Regions from separate parts of the Delphinus delphis genome. Here region 1 is linked to region 2. The links are chromatin contacts, called in public Hi-C maps. All regions are on one chromosome and are shown on one strand. Each heading gives the region's core, a stretch centred on a gene start, on an enhancer-like site or on the middle of the called end of the contact. The rest is flanking DNA. Distances are from core to core; before and after follow the strand shown. Region 1 holds the start of KIDINS220 (kinase D interacting substrate 220). Region 2 holds the start of MBOAT2 (membrane bound O-acyltransferase domain containing 2).

Region 1 (3,905 bases), core at 1,249-3,748, 130 kb after region 2:
CAAGAAACTCAGAGACAAGGTTTAACGTAGACACAACTTTCTCTAGAGACAACTTTCTTGGAAGAAGAGTAATCCAGATTTTCCCCAGTACTAGGAATCCTGGGAACAAATTTAACCATTGTGGGATGAGAGTGCAGCTTTTTCACACATGGTAACCCAGAGGTGTCAGGAAGTGTAGGAAGTCTCATCTCATTTTTAATATTTTTGCCCAGGGATTCTTAACCACTTTTGTGTTCTAGTCCTTTTTGGCAGACAGGTAAGACCTACAACTGCCTTCTCAGAATGTGTTTAAATAGATAAAAATAAAATCAATATGATTACAAAAGACACCAATAATATTGAAATGCACTCATTAAAATATTTTAAAAACACCCCCCACCCCCAAAATAACAAGAACAAAAAAGAAAGCCTTTCAGATGCCTTGCTGATGATTCAGATGGTTCCTTATGACGAGAGCACTGGCTCCCACGCTGGGGCCATAGATCCCTGTGAAACCACAGATTCCAATTCCCATGTTGCTTTCACAACCAGTGGCTACTAAAAGGCCACCTGCTATACTGTGTAGGTCCTCAAAAACCTGCTTGACACTGAAAAGGGATACTCATATCTGCTATCACCGATTTGGACACAGTGGGACAAGAACCACGTCTGAGAATGATGTTTCGTTGGAATCAGCTGGGAAGATATTTTAAAAATCCCCAACAAGAGTCGAGTTTTGATTTTTAAAAAGATCTACAGATGATTTTGATGTGCCAACTTTGGGCACCATTGAAAAGCATCTGAAATGGATCACTCCGGCAACTCATGGAAAAAGCCAACAAGGGGCCAGCGTGCGGCTCCATCAGATGTTGGTGTGGCACGCGTGCACAACGAGAGGACACCCCAAAGCGTGTGACGAAGACGTAAACGGTGCTCTTTCTTCCTTAAAGGCTTTCCAAGGCCACACACTGCTCTAAACAGGGCGAGGGAAGCTGGTGTGGAGTAAGAAGTGAACCTTATAGTTGGGGAAAGACATGGAAACCGGTTAAATATGCTTTAACACATACTTTTGGAATACCTGCTGTGCCCCAGGACTGTGGAGTAAGAAGGTGAATACAGACGATGAACCCTGGTTGAGGTCATGCAGAAAGCTACACAAGAGGGGACTGCTTAGGCTGCCTCTTAAAAGACAAATAGAATTCATCTTTTGGACTCATCTGGACAAGAGGCAGGACAGAATATCCAGGGGAGAGGGAACAACACTTTGGAAACAAAATGGAGATGACAAAGAGCATATGGCCCAATGTTCCGGGAACTGAACTTGCCAGCCTAGGGTGGGGGCAGGATGGGAGGAGAGCGGTGGACAGTACAATGGCAAGAAGTCTGGCAGGGGCCAGCTCCAGAGGAGACTTGCCTGTTAAGTACTATTTGGGAATCTGTTCTATGGAAATGAAAGGCTGCTGAGGAGTTTAATCAAAGAAGTGACATGATCCCCAGTCTCCTGGGGAGACGGTTAGTGGGGCACCAGCAGAGGCAGGGAGGGTAGTTGGGGGCTTTTGATATGTAGTCCTGGTGGGGAGCTTCTGAAGCCTTTAAGCAGCTCAGGGGTGATGAAAGCGGCTGCAATCAGGCGGTGTGGGCTGATTGGATGACATTAGGCAGGGGCGGAGGAGGAGGTGCATGACTTCCCAATTCCTGCCTCGGTGGATGGGGGCAGGAGTCAGGTCCCCCGACAGTGTCAGAACAGGAGGATCACACCAGGTCGGGGGTGGGGTGGGGTGACGAGTCCAGCTTTGAGCTGAATTCTGGAAACATTAACCAATTTGAAGGGAGGTGAAATCTGAGAGGAGCAGCTAGAGAAATGGGAGGAAAACGAGGAGAATCAGAGTCACAGAAGCCGAGGGAGGGGAACATTTCCAGGAGGGAGTCGCGAGGGAAACTGTGAGTGGAAAAGTGGTCAATCACATTTGGCCGCCAGCAGGTCAGAGGTTCCTTCTGCAGAGATCCGGGTAAGGACGGTCTGCCGGGCTGCAGAGGGGGGAATGAGGAAGCGGGGGAGGCGGTGGGCTCTCTGGGCCGGGAGATTAGATCCCACAGGTGTTCTGGGTTCAGGAGGACGGGATTTCAGCTAGCCTCCCTTCGCAATATGTTTGCAGAGTCGTTTGAAGTTATAATTGCGGTTTATTTCTCTGCATAAGCTTTGATGATAATGGTGAACTGGGATAAGAAACTCGCCATAATATGAAGAGTGACACTGAAGATGAAGAAAATATTGCCTGGGGCGCTTGCCAAAATACGCCAAAATTTGGAGGCCAGAGAGAATGTGCCGAGGGAGGCAGGGCTGGGTGACTCGCTTCCCTCGCCCCAGCCCGCCTACCCCGCTTCGCTCCAGCCGGCGCCGGCAGCCCCACCCAGCCCCGCCTCCTTCGGGCTCCGCAGACAGACACGGGGCGTGGCCACCCTCAGCCCCGCCCCTCAGCCAGGGTCACGTGATCTGTCAGTTTGCGGAGACTGGGGGGAAAAAATGGCTGCCGGCTACGGTGAGGGCGACGCGCTGAAAGCCGCGGTCTCTCCCTTTCTAGTCTTCTGACAGCGCCTGCGGCAAAGCGGGCCCTTTCCGCCGGAGCTGTGGAAGCCGTCCTGGGGCCAGGTTCTGAGACGGTCAGTGTGGTGGTCGGCAGGGAGGGGCCGTGGTGGGGTGTGTAGGGGGCCGAGGCAGAGCGAGGACGGAGCGGAGGAAGGGTGAGGCCGGGTGTGGGGAAGGGGCCGTGGCCGGGTGAGGGGGCCGCGAGGCCGAGTGCGTGTGCGGGGTCGAGGGAGGGGAGGGAGGGGGCGGTGCGGGGCCACGGTGCGGGGGGGCCGGTGTCCGGCTTTCGGGGCGGGTCCGCGCTTGCTGGGGCGCCGGGAAGGTCTTGGACTTGCTGTCGCAGGTGGTCAGCCTTTTGGGGGGGGTGAGATGGGGGATGCTAGTGAAACAAGTGTCTTTTGGTTATTTTTTCGGAGCAGCCGCAGGCACACCCACCACCTCGAGAACCCCCTTAGCTGGTACCGCTAGGGCAGGCGTTCGAGGTTTCTTTCCTTGGGCTTACACGGAGGAGGTGGTTGGTTTTTCTCCCTTTGCTTTCATATTGGGCTCCATTACTCCATTGTCCTGTGCAGGCCGTTATATCAGCAAAATGTCAGCAAGCCATCGATTACGACGCTTCCTTGATTTATTTATAGGGAAGCGATTTGTCAGCCAGTAACGTTGGATTATTTTTCTTTAAAATTGTTTTGACACATAGTAAGGTTTAAACCAATGAAGAATATTTTATTAATAACTATTTATGGAGCTATCTTTGCTAGCCGCTAGGGGGCAGTGGTTAAAAATGTAGCTTTCTTAGCCTTACCCTCAGAATTCCCATTCAGCCGGCCTGGGGTGTGGCTCAGGAATCACCCCTTCAGATAGGTGACTGTGATACGTTCTGTCACCGTCTCCACTTTGACAGCACTGAAGATCAGCCATCTAAAGTTTTTTAAAGCCCCCTAGGAGACCTGATGCAGAGCCAAGGGTGAGAAATGCAGCGGCAAGGTTGTGTTCTTTGTTCTCTAGCTTTGCTAGCCTGGAAACTTTCATCAGAATCATTTCGGGGTGCTTGTTAAAATGTCAGTTTCTGCGCCCCAGGTCTACTGAATAGGATTCTCTGGGGGAGAAGCCCAAGGAATTTGTGTATTGACAAGCTTCCTGAGTAACTTTGATGCACACAAGTATGAGGGTCTTTGTTTTACACTCTGTGTGAGTGATTTGCAGATCTGTTCTTCCCCAAACTGGGTGGATTCTCCAACCCAGGTTTTTTCGAGTACCTCACATTCAGCATGCAGGAGTGGTGGGGAAGGAGGGGATACTAACCAAACAGAGGAAAGTCCTGACCTTCTCCAGACTCCAC
Region 2 (4,202 bases), core at 1,268-3,767:
AATATGAGAAAAATAGTTCCCATTTTCAGAATCACATTACATTTCTTGGATGGTAATTAATATTTCTTCAGTCTTACCATATGCAAAGCACAGTTCTGAGTTCTTCATTTAGGTAAGCTTTTATAACCTCCTAACTCAGAGTTGGTGCTATTATTATGCTGTTTACCCATGAGGAAACTGAGGCTTAGCAAGGTTAGGTAACTTGCCCAAGATCTGGTAGCGAATAAACGGCAGAGACAGCCGAAAATCTAGGTCTGTGTGACTCCAAAATCGAAGTTATTAATACTACACTATATTTCACCTATACCTTTACAACTCTGACACAGCTAAATTTTCCAGATGGCTAATATCCTCCCCATGGTAGACATTAAATTTCATGTAGTTACCCCAAATAGAGAACTGTGTTCTGTCAAGTCCTACTAAGATAAAAGTTCAGTCTAAGGAAACTCCTTTTCACAGACATTCCTTGTTCTAGACCTGAGATTGTATCTTTATGCGACTTTAGGTTGCAGTATGTTCCCAACACCCACTTTTTAAGTGTTTTGCTCAGCCACCTGTATGCTTTCTCTACACTTCTCCAAAGTGGAGGAAAGGAAAGAAAAATTTTTCTGAGATTAATAGAGGGCTCCAGATTTGGGGGATAATATGTTTGAATCAGCAGCCCATTGAGCAGGTTTGGCCTCTAATTGATTACAACTCCCTCTGAATCACTACTCCAAGAAGAATGAAGGTGCTTTTTTTTTTTTTTTTTTGTGCGGTACGTGGCCTTCTTACTGTTGTGGCCTCTCCCGTTGCGGAGCACAGGCTCCGGACGCGCAGGCTCAGCGGCCATGGCTCACGGGCCCAGCCGCTCCGCGGCATGTGGGATCTTCCCGGACCGGGGCACGAGCCCGCGTTCCCTGTATTGGCAGGCGGACTCTCAACCACTGCGCCAGCAGGGAAGTCCAAGGTCCAGGCTTTTTGATTCTTCCTTCTATCCCTCATTCAGCTTGGTTGTTAGGATTATGTTAACCAAGCAAAGAAAGTTGGGCAGGAAGGAATTGAACCAATTAGTTCAACCACCTCCTTTTCAGAGAGATAACTGAGTTCCAGGAGAGTGATTTACTGAAGCTCATGTATATAAATCTGTGCTGTCTCATCACCCAAGACTCTACAGTAGTTATCAAGTAAATGGCACACCTGACAGCTGATGAAAATTTCTGGACTGGGTTTAAGTGTGAGGAAGAAGAGGGCCTAGCAATTAAGAAAAACTCTGAAGGCACATATCTTGGATCCCAGTCCTGTCTCTATTTATTATTAGCTGTGCTCTCTTGGGCAAGTTACTTCTCTGTGACTCAGTTTCTTTGGTTGAGGGTGGTAACAGTACCACCCTCATGTGGTTGGTGTGGGGATTAAATGATTTATTACACTTCTAACGCAGCCATTAAAGCATGCGGCTGAACTCTCATTAACCATTAGTTATTTCCACCAAAAATTTCACACGCTTAACTCCTTGGATTTTGAGCTCTTCTGATACTCTCCTCCAGCGTTCCTCCTCGTCTGAAATCTTCTCCACAAAGTCGACGCTTGCATTTTCAAGGAACTCAAATGGCTTATTTTCACGGGGTTTCGACAAATAGATGTGACATACACATAACACACACACCACCTCACACCGAAGGTACGTGGAAACAGCACAATGGAAGAGTCTGGGGGAGCTGGCGACTCAGGGGTGACGAGTTGCTGAAAGAGCCTTCGTTCTGAGGAAGACGGCAGAGGCCGGGCAGTTAAGGACACACACACACACACACACACACACACACACACACACGCGCGCGCGCGCGCGCCGCAGGCACAGGTGAGAACTGCCTCCCTCCCTGGGGCGGGCGCCATCGCGGCGTCGAACTGGACCGGTCGCAGCCCGCCAGGCCCAGGTGGGCTTGAGGGTGACCGAAAGGCACACACAGCCGGAACTGAACTCAAGTTTGCGCTTTTCCACAGCAATCCTTTAGACAAAGGGACTTCTTATCTAGGTCACTTTTTTGGTTTGTTGCCCTCCTCCTCCCGGCCCCCAGCTTTGTTCCCAATTTCCCCCAGCGTTGGCTCGACGGCGCCCCGCACGTCGCCCGTTCGTCTGGCAGCCAACCCGTTCCCCTTTGTCGTCCACCGCTCCTTCTAGAGAGAGGTGGGCTGGCCGCCGACCTCGGGCAGGGAGGAGGAATAAGGGGATGAGGAGGCGGAGATCCCCCCCCCGCTGGCACCGAAGAGCGATCCCCGCGAGCCGCCCGCCCACTGTGGCCAGACAGCCCCTAGTCCCCCGGGCCGGGGCCTGGGATGGAGGCGGGGCGCTGCCTGCGCCTTCTGATTGGCTGCGGGCGTCGGGGCGCCGCTCCGCGATTGGGCCGCGGGGCTGTCTGGCGCGAGGGCGCGCGAGGTGGGGAGGGGGCGGTTGGAAGCTGCTGGAAGTCAGGGGGCGGGGCGGGCGCGGGCGGTCGGGGGTGCGGGCGGGGACGCGGGACGCGGGGACGCGGGGGCGCGGGGGCGCGGTGGGGGCGTGGGGGCGCGGAAGGAGGGCCGAGCGGGTCACCGCCCCCGGCCCCTCCCCGGCCCCGCCCCGCGCGCTCCGACCGCGGGCGGCCAGGGGGCAGGCGCGCCGGTCGCTTCCCCGTCCTCGGCGTCGCCCGGCTCAGTCGCGGGCGAGCGGCGCGGGCGGCCGGAGCGCCAGGCAGGCCATGGCCACCACCAGCACCACGGGCTCCACCCTTCTGCAGCCCCTCAGCAACGCCGTGCAGCTGCCCATCGACCAGGTACCCGAGGCGGCCCCGCTGGCACCGCGCCCTCGCCGCCCCCTCCGCGGCCGTGTGCCATCCGCGCGGAAGCCGGGACCCGGGACCCGGGGCGCGGGCTGGGGCGGGGGCGAAAGGAGGAGGCGACCCGCTTGTTATTGTCCGCTCGCTGCCTGGCGCCCGCTGTCCCCCCGCCCCCAGCTGCCCACCCAGCCCCCACCCCGCCCGGGCAGCCCGCGGGGGCTCCGGGCACCGACGTGCGCGCGTGCATGCTTGGCCCTGCTCCCTGCCACAGCAGCGCCCGACCCGGGGCGTGCGTGCACCGCGTAGTCGGCGATCGGAGTCCTGAAGCCGCTTCCAGTGCGTGTGGGCACGGGTGTAGACAGTGCGTGGAAAGGCTGTGCTTTGGGGGAGCCGGGGTGTCTGTGCCCTGCGCGCGTGGCACCCGATACTCCACGGGGAAAGGATGGACGTGCCTAGGTGGACGGTGCGCTGGACACGACGTGTGTGGCGTGGAGGAGGCCAGCTCCGGGGTCGGCGACCGGCTCTTTGGGACAGTTTGCGTGGAAGTGCGGCGTATTCAAGAGAGAGAGGCAACAGTTTGGGGCAAGGCAGGCAGGGGTTAGGAAGAAAAGGCAAACTGAGTTAATGATCCCAGGGTGTCTAGCGGAGAAAGTGGCAACCTTGTAGATGGAAACACCTCTTCCCCCGCCCCCCCCCCAAAAAGCATTTGACACAGTGTAGGGAAGAGTGACATCTAATTCCTCACTTTGAGTTTGCATGAAGGGCCTAAGGGTTACTGAGATATAAACAGGATTGTGTGGGAAAAGCAGCGCCATTTTTATTCAGAAAAGAAAGTTTGGGAGTATTTGTCAGAGTGACATTTAGGGTAGTTGGTGGGGCAGAGATAATTGCTTTAGCCCCAGGCTAGAGGTAGTTCACTGAAAATTTTGCTTAAAATTATTTCAAGTGGACTTGATCTAGAAGTGTTTGCACTTTCCAAGGGATCCGGGTTCACTGTCCGCCCGAATGTGTTGCTGTCATTGATGTCATCAGGGATTTCATTTATAATACTGGATTCCTCTGTGTCCAGACTCCGTTTCATAGCAGCAAGGTGGGAAATGACCCCTGTGTCTAACGTTATGACACTAAGTGCTTTGTGCTTCAGTGTTTTAAAAAGTTAAATAGAAGTATGTTCAATGAGTATAAAAAAATTCTACCTCTGTTCAGATCTGAATTCCTTACTTATAGTTCAGTAATAGCTGTTGGTTCTTAGTAAATACCTATCCCCCATACATCTTGAACTACAGTTATAATGTGAATCTTGCTAATAGATTCAAGTGCCACTAGTGAAATTAATCGCATACTATAAGAAAGTAGTCTTCTCTGTTTACTAGTAAACTGATCAGAACTTACGGTTTTTCGTCTTCTCAGCCC

The links. A called contact is a pair of places that touch in the nucleus more often than the background predicts.
Region 1: a Hi-C map of lung shows a contact between it and region 2, with 4 times the contacts expected there. The contact joins the promoter of KIDINS220 here to the promoter of MBOAT2 in region 2. A contact is called at or near these places in 2 of 3 Hi-C or Micro-C datasets (lung and muscle).

What each region holds. Positions count from the first base shown.
Region 1 is chr12:83,974,557-83,978,461 of mDelDel1.2, forward strand. KIDINS220 (kinase D interacting substrate 220) reads left to right here and starts at 2,499. Exons shown (of 29, transcript XM_060027143.1): 1 at 2,499-2,640.
Region 2 is chr12:83,845,361-83,849,562 of mDelDel1.2, forward strand. MBOAT2 (membrane bound O-acyltransferase domain containing 2) reads left to right here and starts at 2,518. Exons shown (of 13, transcript XM_060027132.1): 1 at 2,518-2,786. The coding sequence starts at 2,712.